2 separate regions of the Mus musculus genome follow, and region 1 is linked to region 2. Evidence: chromatin contacts called from public Hi-C data. All regions are on one chromosome and are shown on one strand. Each heading gives the region's core, a stretch centred on a gene start, on an enhancer-like site or on the middle of the called end of the contact. The rest is flanking DNA. Distances are from core to core; before and after follow the strand shown.

What was found. Hi-C and Micro-C count contacts between places; a contact is called where the count stands out from the background.
Region 1: a contact with region 2 is called in a Hi-C map of uterus, with 2.9 times the contacts expected there. The contact joins the promoter of Cavin2 here to the enhancer-like site in region 2. A contact is called at or near these places in 5 of 39 promoter capture datasets (cranial neural crest and embryonic stem cells), 4 of 484 Hi-C or Micro-C datasets (the HL-1 cell line and uterus) and 1 of 9 other capture datasets (adipose tissue).

Annotation. Positions count from the first base shown.
Region 1 is chr1:51,286,945-51,291,759 of GRCm38.p6, forward strand. It overlaps Cavin2 (caveolae associated 2), which reads left to right and starts at 2,182. Exons shown (of 2, transcript NM_138741.1): 1 at 2,182-2,924. The coding sequence starts at 2,442. The region is part of intron 2 of 9330175M20Rik (RIKEN cDNA 9330175M20 gene); the gene reads right to left.
Region 2 is chr1:51,190,648-51,195,376 of GRCm38.p6, forward strand. No RefSeq gene overlaps it. Among named protein-coding and RNA genes, the nearest start is that of Cavin2, 96 kb to the right of the region's middle. Within about 2 kb of position 2,149, at least 30 of the 459 cell types and tissues checked have an H3K27ac peak or open chromatin away from gene starts, as enhancers often do. A contact at or near this core is called in uterus, where this site is marked.

The DNA.
Region 1 (4,815 bases), core at 932-3,431, 96 kb after region 2:
AGGTACAAATAAGGCCATGTCATCTTGGATTCCTCACCTTGAACTGTAGCTGAAAGAGCAGGCAGGGCAAAGATGACTATTCCAGTTGAGTGTTGCCAAGACAACCAAAGAATCATGAGTGAGTGATGTGGTTGTTACTATAAACCACTGAGTCTTAGGCTGACTTGTTACAAACCCATAGACCATTGGTTGAAATACCATTTGTGTTACTCAAGATTAACTTAAAACACAAATAAGTTCAGAGACAGGCATGATGGCTCACACCTATAATGCTGTCTAAGAAGCCTAAGTCAAGAGCACTGCTTTGAGTTTTACAGCAACCTGGGCTACAGAGAGAAACCAGACTCAACCAAACAAATAATTCACATAAGAACCTTCTTATTTAAGAAGGAACCTCTGTGCTTTGGTATCTCACCACCATCCTTCTAACTGATCTATCTGATTGTACAGTATCCAACAAAGCAATGCAAGATTCATGTGAATCAATACAAAATCAGAGTCAAGTGATTATGATATGAAATTGCAAATTTTCCAATGTGGAATCATAAAAATTGATGAAGGTAATGTCAGAGGAGCCCTTGAGCCATGGGCAGCTCCTATAACAGATGAGAATCTGCAGCTGTAATAGTTAACATTTGGGAGGAGAAATCTCTGTGAGTGACAGCAGGATAAGAGCTTCATCGGCAATGACTGGGATGTCGCCATGGAGGAGAGGCCCTTGAAAAGCTGATAAAGTCCTCCGATATTTTTGAAATAATGACACTCTCTGATTTGCCCACAAACGTCAAATGTAAAAAAGATGTGCTATCATTATATCGTATAATTTTGTTAGAAAATTAAGCTTCTGAAAATCAACACCAGATTCATGGTTTTTGCTTTTAATATTTAACACATCAGTGTCCAACTAAAATACACAAAATATAAGTTGTTTGTTTGAGAAACTTTTTAAAAAAATTCTTAAAAGGTACAAGCAATCAAATCTTCTTTTGGCATTTTGTAATCTTGGTTCCTAAAGGTCTCACTTTAAGTGTTATCTACCAATTATCTGAGGAAACTGGGAGCCTCTATAATGTCTTTAATGCATCTTCCTAATGAGCAGGTACTCAGTGAGGGACCTGGCACATGCTCTGTGAATGTTACATATGACTAAGTGTAAGGCAACCAATGAATATACCACCATAAGATCTACTGTTTCTTCGGCATACACAGAGGTATTGCCGTTAAGGCAATGTCCCACGATCAGTTCCTGACCCAGTACTAGCTGACATTTGTTCTTGAAATCCTTCATGGCATGCCTGTCACAAACCTTCAGCCAAAAGCACTTTCACAATCTGGATACATTTAAGACCAATTCAAGCATGTAAAGTCATTTTAGGAAGTGAGTCCCACATCCCAAGGGCCCGGCTAAGGAGGGCCACATGTGAGAACAGGTGTGCCACTTCACTGAGCAAGAACCTGGAAATGTCAAGCGTTAGAACCACTCCAACTCAACCTGGCTTGCAGTCACACTTCTGGACCTGTGTCAATAAATGCCTCGCAAAGATGGGGACTGAGAAATGCTCTGCATGAATTCAGAATTACTGGAAACAAACCAGCACTTTTTTTTCTCCAAAGGGACTACTTGAGGAGAGGGTCTCTGCCTTCCATCTTCTAAGAAAGCATTCATTTAAGAGATTTCCATCTCTTACAGAACAGTTCACAGTATGCAACACCACTTGCTTTGACATCCCTGAGTCTAAGCTCTTTCAAGTTGGATTGCATGCCATCTTGCAAGAGGACAGGACACCAAGCTGAGTTCCTTGTCAGTTTCAGAATAATCTCCTGTGCTTTGCAAATGAGAAACTAATAGCACGAACCTGGCCCTGGCGTCACAGACCCTTTCAACTCGGCGCCTCCCCTAAAGGGCACTCGGTGTTCTGCAACCTATCAGTCAGCTCTGGGGCAAGAGCAAACAATTCCTTTCTGTTACAATAACTTGTATCCAGGAAAAAAAACAGGCGCTCTGTAACATAGCAGCCAGAGAAAAGTTTACTAGATTTAGCCAATCAGAGGCTGGGGAGCTCTGCCAAGTTAACATGTTTCTCTCCGCCTCTAAATGAACTCATGATTGAAATATGGCATTGAACTTTTTTTTTTTTTAAGGGAAGGGGTGTAGGAAAGAAAAGCCACTGCAGAAAAGAACTCGGGCTTGTGCGGAGTGTGGCTAGGAAGTGTGTGCTTGTCACTGAACCCTGAGTGGGTCCTGTAACCTTTGCCTTCCACTGGGTGGAGCAGGTCCTTTAAGAGCAACTGGAATGCAGTTCCCCTGATCAGCTTAGCCAGTTATTCAAAACCTCTGCTAGCCCTAGAGAGCAGTGCTCACTTCAGACCAACCAGCCTCCTGTGCTTCTAGCTTGAGCAAGAAGTTTCCAGCGGGGAAGTAAGTTTCTAGCTGCCCAGCCATGGGAGAGGACGCTGCACAGGCAGAAAAGTTCCAGCATCCAAACACAGACATGCTCCAGGAGAAGCCATCCAGCCCCAGCCCAATGCCTTCCTCCACACCGAGCCCCAGCCTGAACCTGGGGTCCACAGAGGAGGCCATCCGAGACAACTCGCAGGTGAATGCTGTCACCGTGCACACACTCCTGGATAAATTGGTCAACATGCTGGACGCCGTGAGGGAGAACCAGCACAACATGGAACAGCGTCAGATCAACCTGGAGGGCTCGGTGAAGGGCATCCAGAACGACCTCACCAAGCTCTCCAAGTACCAGGCCTCCACCAGCAACACAGTGAGCAAGCTGCTAGAGAAGTCTCGCAAGGTCAGCGCTCACACGCGGGCTGTCCGGGAGCGCCTCGAGAGGCAGTGTGTCCAGGTGAAGAGACTGGAGAACAACCACGCCCAACTCCTCCGACGCAACCACTTCAAAGTGCTCATCTTCCAGGTCAGTGTCCCCAGCATACCCCTCCACCTACTTGAGCTCAGTCCTCCGAGCTTTCAAGGCCATCTTCCCATCTGCCCTGCCAGTCAAGCTTCTCTCTCACACACAAAGCTTTGTCTTCTAGCTGCCTGCTGCAGGCAACTGTGAAATGTGGCCATAAGGATTGGAATCTCCCCCATCCTTCAGGCAATGCCTGTGTGCCTGGCAAGCTGGGGACATTTGTCAGTGAACACCTAGATGCACTTGGTTAAGGGTGAGAAACTGAGCAGGTGCGGGCACCCACTCTAGTCAAATTCATTTGTCTCTTTTCATTAGGAACTTGCGGCTGCGATTGCAGCTGTTAGCTGGACAGGGCAAATTAATCCAGTGGCTGTTTATTAACTCTTAGTGGAAGTGAGGTAACTGTGTGAAGGATTTGTTTTCTTTTGCTCTGACCAAGACACACACAACCTTTAAACCATCCTTTTTCCAAGGGCCCCTGGTGTTTGGGAAATTACCAGAATGGAAAGTTGAACTAGTCTTGTTCTTGAAGTCATCTTTTGTCAAAGCAATCTCTAGTTTGTCTCTAGAAAATGATGCCAATAAATGTGGGAAGCAAAGTATAGCTCCTTACAGACATGTTAATTATGTCCCCTCATTGCTCAAGCTGCAACTACAAAGTGAAATAAAAGAAACGTTATCAGTGGCTGCCACAAAGACCAACTTTGAATATCTTCCCCTTCAAATAGTTGCCTTACCGTGAAAAGGACACTTAATTTTTTTTAATGCATCAATGATGCAATTTATGTAGCAAAGGCTATCTGGGGACAGGAAGATTGCGTGGAACTGTTATTCAGCCAAGTGGTGGGCATCTGTAAATCTAAGGGCTGCCCTGCCTAATGCTGGAAGCCCTTCCGTAGATGGCATTGAGCCAACCCAGGCCCCAGGAAGCCCTGCCATTCTGCCTCAGGGCTGTCTCCTTATGATCCTGTGAATAGGAGAGACTTTCAAAGCCATGGAGGGAAGAGGTTATAACCAACAGATTGTGAAAGCATACAGGGAGAGCCTTCATCTCCCAAGAGACATTTAGAAACTGGAATTTAAACCGTAGGAGCCTTCTTTTTCCTAATGAATCTACTCTGCCAAGTTAGGGCTCTGGCCTGCCTATCGCCATAAAAGGAAAGATTAATCTTGCTGCCTTTGTGTCCTCCCCAAATTGTACTTGAGAGCTAGGAGGTCCAAACAAGTGATGCTCCTGTATCTCACAGGCTTTCTGCAGTTGGGAAACTTTTAGGCTTTTTTTTTTTTTTTTGAAGTTATGAAACAAATGGACTTAATTGATATCTACAGAACATTTTATCCTAAAACAAAAGGATATACCTTCTTCTCAGCCCCACATGGTACCTCCTCCAAAATTGACCATATAATTGGTCACAAAACAGGCCTCCACAGATACAAAAATAATGAAATTATCCCATGCATCCTATCTGACCACCACAGACTAAGGCTGATCTTCAATAACAACATAAACAATAGAAAGCCAACATTCATGTGGAAACTGAATTTGGTATTATCATGGAATACTTTGGTTTCTCCATCTATGTTAATTGAGTTTGGTTGGGTATAGTAGCCTGGGCTGGCATTTGTGTTCTCTTGGGGTTTGCATAACATCTGTCCAGGATCTTCTGGCTTTTATACATGAGAAGTCTGGTGTAATTCTAATAGTCCTGCCTTTATATGTTACTTGACCAACTTTTAGGCTTTTAATGCAGATGCAATCGCTTTTCAGGAAGCAGCTGAACTGGAAAAAGCTGTGGTCAGCCACATCAGGATCTGAGATCCTGCCTTTATTAGACTAAGAGATCCTACAAGCCTTAGCTCTGGAGACATTTCCAAATTAAATAGTGATTTCAAA
Region 2 (4,729 bases), core at 899-3,398:
TATTTAGGTAAACCTAAACAAAAGATAATCCATGCCAAGACCAAGAGAAAACATCATTGCATTTGTGGATATCATTTCTATGGACATATATTCAAAGATGAACATAATATAAAACTAAATTAAATGAAAATAGAGAAGGCTTGGGAAAATAATCCAGCCAGTAAAGTGCTTGCTGCACAGGCTTTAAGACCTGAGTTCAATGCCTAGAGAACACATAAAACAAGACCCAGATATGGTGGCAAGTACTTGTAATTCCAGAGCTGGAGATATAGAGATGGACAGATCCATGGATTGATTACCCAGCCTATCCTGCTTGGTGAGTTTCAGGTCACTGAGAAACCCTGTCTCCAAAATAAGAAAAAAAAAGGTGACTAGTACCTGAGGTACCGTACCAAAGCACCCAGGAATGACCTCGGGCCTCACCCACACAGGCACACATGTGTGTGCACACATACAAGAACACATGCACATACATGAACATATATACAAAAATATATGACTTAAATAAAGGAATATACAAATGCCTGATACTCCTTGACCAATTGAAGTTGTCTAATAGAGAAAGACACTGAACTCCACTGAACAAACTGGTCTAATAAAGATGTTTTATTCTACTACTATAATGTTATGCCTCAAGTTATTTTAAGAAGTCTGTTTATAGGAACAAAGATTAAGATAAAATACTTTGGCCAACAGGGAACACACTTCCCTCCTTACTAACTAAAGCATGATCTTAGAAGCTATCTCACTTATTCATATCCTCCAGGCCAATGGCAGATCCTGGAGGGAATGATAACATAAAGGACAGATAAGATCTGGGTGGAGCAGTAAGGGTGATGGGAGGCTGAGAGATGAGCCTATCAAACAGCTGGTGAGCAGGGAAGGGACCATTATAAAAGAGACCTAAGAGTCTGTTTATTCATATTCTCTTTCCAGAAGAAAGGAACCTGAAGTGTTTTAGCAGGGTTTCTGAAGTGTGGAATGGCAGCCAGAATGCAAGGAGCACAAGGGGCACCCAGAGGCTGGAATGGCTAAGCCACTGCACCCTGAGGCTGCAGACAGAAGACCTGTCTTGGCAAGCTGGGCAAGAATGAGGCCACAACACAACTTCCTAAAATAAATGTCCGGGCTTCTGATGAGGACAGAGTGTATTTAAAGTAAACAGTCGATCTTCTGCATATTTTTTTCCTCACAAATCTCGACCTTGAGATATGTAGATTAGATGCTTTATATTCTGCAAAGCAACCTTGTCCCAAAGCCCTAGATCAGCTGCCTAGATAGAGAATAGAGGAACTGTGAGGGCCCTGCACCCGAGGCCAGCTTCCCTCCCGGGACTGTGCAGGAGTGGTAGCAATCACAAACGCAGACTGCTGGATGGTATCTAATCTGCCTGCACTTGGAAAACAAAATCCTAGGATCATAAAGCAATCCTGAGTCGCATTAGAAAAGACAAGCTAAAAAAGGAAACAGACTACTCCTTGCTTCCAGAAGACAAATCCATCTGCAGTCTGCCTGGGGATATATGGGTTAGGACTGCCAAGCAGAGCCAGCCATTGGAAAGTACTGTTTGGGTTTGAAAGGATGACTAGAAAGAGAAAAATGAGTCTTCTACAAGTGGAGGTTAAGAGAGAAATGGAAAGGAAAGCCCCTGGTTGTATTCCTTTAGCCCTCCTGGAGCCAGGTGGCTTTATCCTTCCCAGGGCAGTGCCAAGCTCTTTTCTTCACTGTGGGAAGCATCCTTCCTTTGGTACAGCCCTTCAATTGCACAGTCCAGCTTAGTGCTCCTCCAGGGGCTTAGACCTTGAGAATAGGAGTCTTTCATATGAATCCAGACCAAACTCCCAGTCCAAAGAGTGAGTCTTATAAACAGCCAGCGATGTTGCTGACGTCCCCCCAGAGAGTTGAGACTCTAATGCACCAGTATCCACATAATAACATTATATTTCACTTCTAAATAAGATGTGCACTTGCGCCCAATTACAGTAATACATGATTTACATAAATTAACTCTCCTGCTTAATTACAGGGATACAGAGATTGGGGGAAAGGCTTGTACTTAGAGATCAGGACACGCTTTGGCCTTTAGCCTTGCCATGACATGCAGTGGACCAACCCTTATTGAAAGGACCTCTTCAGACACTGGATCTTGACCGATGTGATCATTCTTTCTTCTGGCATGACGTATACACTGAGTCATTGGTCTTACTCTGTAGAAGACAGGGGTTCACTTCTGAAATGTGATCATGTAAGCTGCGTTGTTTTGTAGCCAGGAAGGATCTAGATTTCAGAAGCTTTCTGTTCAGGGTTGAGTTTAAGCCTCTGGGTAAAGAATCTCAAAGAGACAAAAAAATTAGCTCCGAGCTCACTAGGGCAGCAAGGAAGAAATGCTTTCTTTAAAGGGCCTCTGTCGCTGTTCTGACACCTCCACTTCTCTCATCTCTTTCTGTCATTTTTTTCCTATGTCTTCTTTTCTTTTCTTTTTTTTTTTTGCTACGAACATGAATATAATATTTTTTCTGAGACAGTCTTCCAATTGCATGTTAAGAAAAAACTAAAAGTGAAGTTTCCAATAGCCCTCACCAAAAGGAGATTTTTGTTTGTTTGTTTTCTTTTCTGTTTTGTGGTGGTGTTTTTTTGTTTTTTTGTTTTTTCTCCCTTCCACCCCAGCCAGACCAGCTGGCAGGAGTGGAGTTGAAGAAAATCATTGAGCTGGCAGAATAAGAAAATGATTGAAGGCAACAGACACCGAGGCTTCATCATTATCAGTTCAGTGGGAGCGAGTAAATGCTCCTCGGGAAAACTGCACAAAAATACTTCAAGGAGCTCAAATGCTCATTGTGCCGGCTGACCGAAAAAGATGGCAATTTCATTTTACCACTCGCTCAGCCCTGTTCTCGCCCAGTCCACAGAGATCTGAGTAACTAAAGAAAAGCCTTTCAAGGGAAAAGAGAAAGACAAGATATCCACTGAGCTTCTAGGAAGAGTGGGGGAAGAGCGTGATCTACTCCAAACAGATAACATTGAGAAAAAGACTACAGATCCAAATCAGAAAGGGGATCTTACTGTCAATGCATTGAAATCAGAGAATCCCTAACCTGAGGCAGGTGCTTCGCCTTTGCAGCTCTACTGTTAAGACTATAGTCGACCACCTGTCAAACACTGCTGTGAGAAGACATTGATGGACGACCGTTCACTCTGATTTGCATTTGATGTAAAGAAGCATGATCCAGGAAACAAAATCACTTCCCTTCAGAATTCTTGACATTTATTCTGCAACTAGCTATGACGTGCAGAGGCATGTTCAGGTCTGAGTTCCCCAAGGCTTCTGTGGGAAGGTTTCACAAGATTTCTTTTGAACAAACGTCTAGAGATAATGTGAAGCCACTGGAGATTAGGAGAAAATCCTTCCACTCATCTGTGTCTTACTTCCTTCAATTCGTCCTTGCAGATCTCTCTGTCAGAGCTCTAGCCAAACTGCAGAGACACAATGTTTGATTCTTGTTGGTCTGCTTTGCTTCTTTCAAGTCAAGGGCTTTCTATTCTCTTACCTTGCTTCCTCCCTAGGTCTAGCTGCTTCCTATTCTGCCCAGGACTGTGACACCCTTCCTTTAAAATGCTGGAATTGACCTTGAATGTTCCATTCTTTGATCCTTCATGGAGCTGTTCCTTCACAGTACCAAATGCCTTAAAAGTTCAAACTTAAAGAGTGGTCTGACTCAAAGGAACGCTGCTGGATTTGAGAGTAAATAGACAAATCAAAACCCTTCCCCTGTGACAGTCAGGACCCTTCGCTGAGCTTGGGAGTAATGCAATGAGCTGTCCTGTCCTGGTTTCATTTCTGTGACTATGAAGAAATATCTGACAAGCAGCAACTGAGGACATTATAATTCCATGTTATGGCCCAGCATTTTAGGAGCATCAAGGCAAGAACTCAAGCAGCCGGTCATATCACATCAACAGTCAGCAACAAACAAAAAGCAAGGGTATCTTGCTTGGTTGCTAGACTGCGCATACTCAGGTAACATTCTTCATTCTTAGAGAGTTCAGGCCCCAACCCATGAAGTGGTGCTGCCTGGATTCTGCCATGATTTTCTCACCCCAGTCAACAATCAAAGCAACTGACTGAAGACATTTGAAAAATCCAACTCAACCTAAGTAGTTCTCCATTAGCACTCTACACAAGTAATTTTAGGGATGTGACAAGTCACTGACTTAGTTTTACTAGTCATCGTGGAGAATTTTAAGAAACTGTTACCACAGCTTATGGATTGCAGTAATGTATTATACACACAAAAAAATTACAATTTGTGAATAGAGATAAACTAGAGAACAGCAAGCATTTACTCCTGCTCATCTTTTTAAGAGACGGGAATTTTTTGGGTCACTCTATGAATGTTCTTTCACTTATTTCTTGTAGTGAGTCTCTAATATATCTTATAACAATATCAGTTTCATGATAATATAACTAGAAATTTACAAATAACTTACCCAGTGTCAGAACTGGAAGAGGGCAATGTTAACATGAGAATCCAAGTCAACCCCAAATCGATTTTTTTACACCGTGTTGTCATCCTTGCCTGGGAAGACAAGTACATCTCTCACCTACCTGTAGAGCAGGTGAGGGTTTATCTGAGTGCTACTGCAGTTGCTCTGACGGTTTTCATGTTTCCTGTGGAAGCCATCCTGTCTAACATACATTGCTCCTGGCTCTTTTGTTTCTACCTTTCCT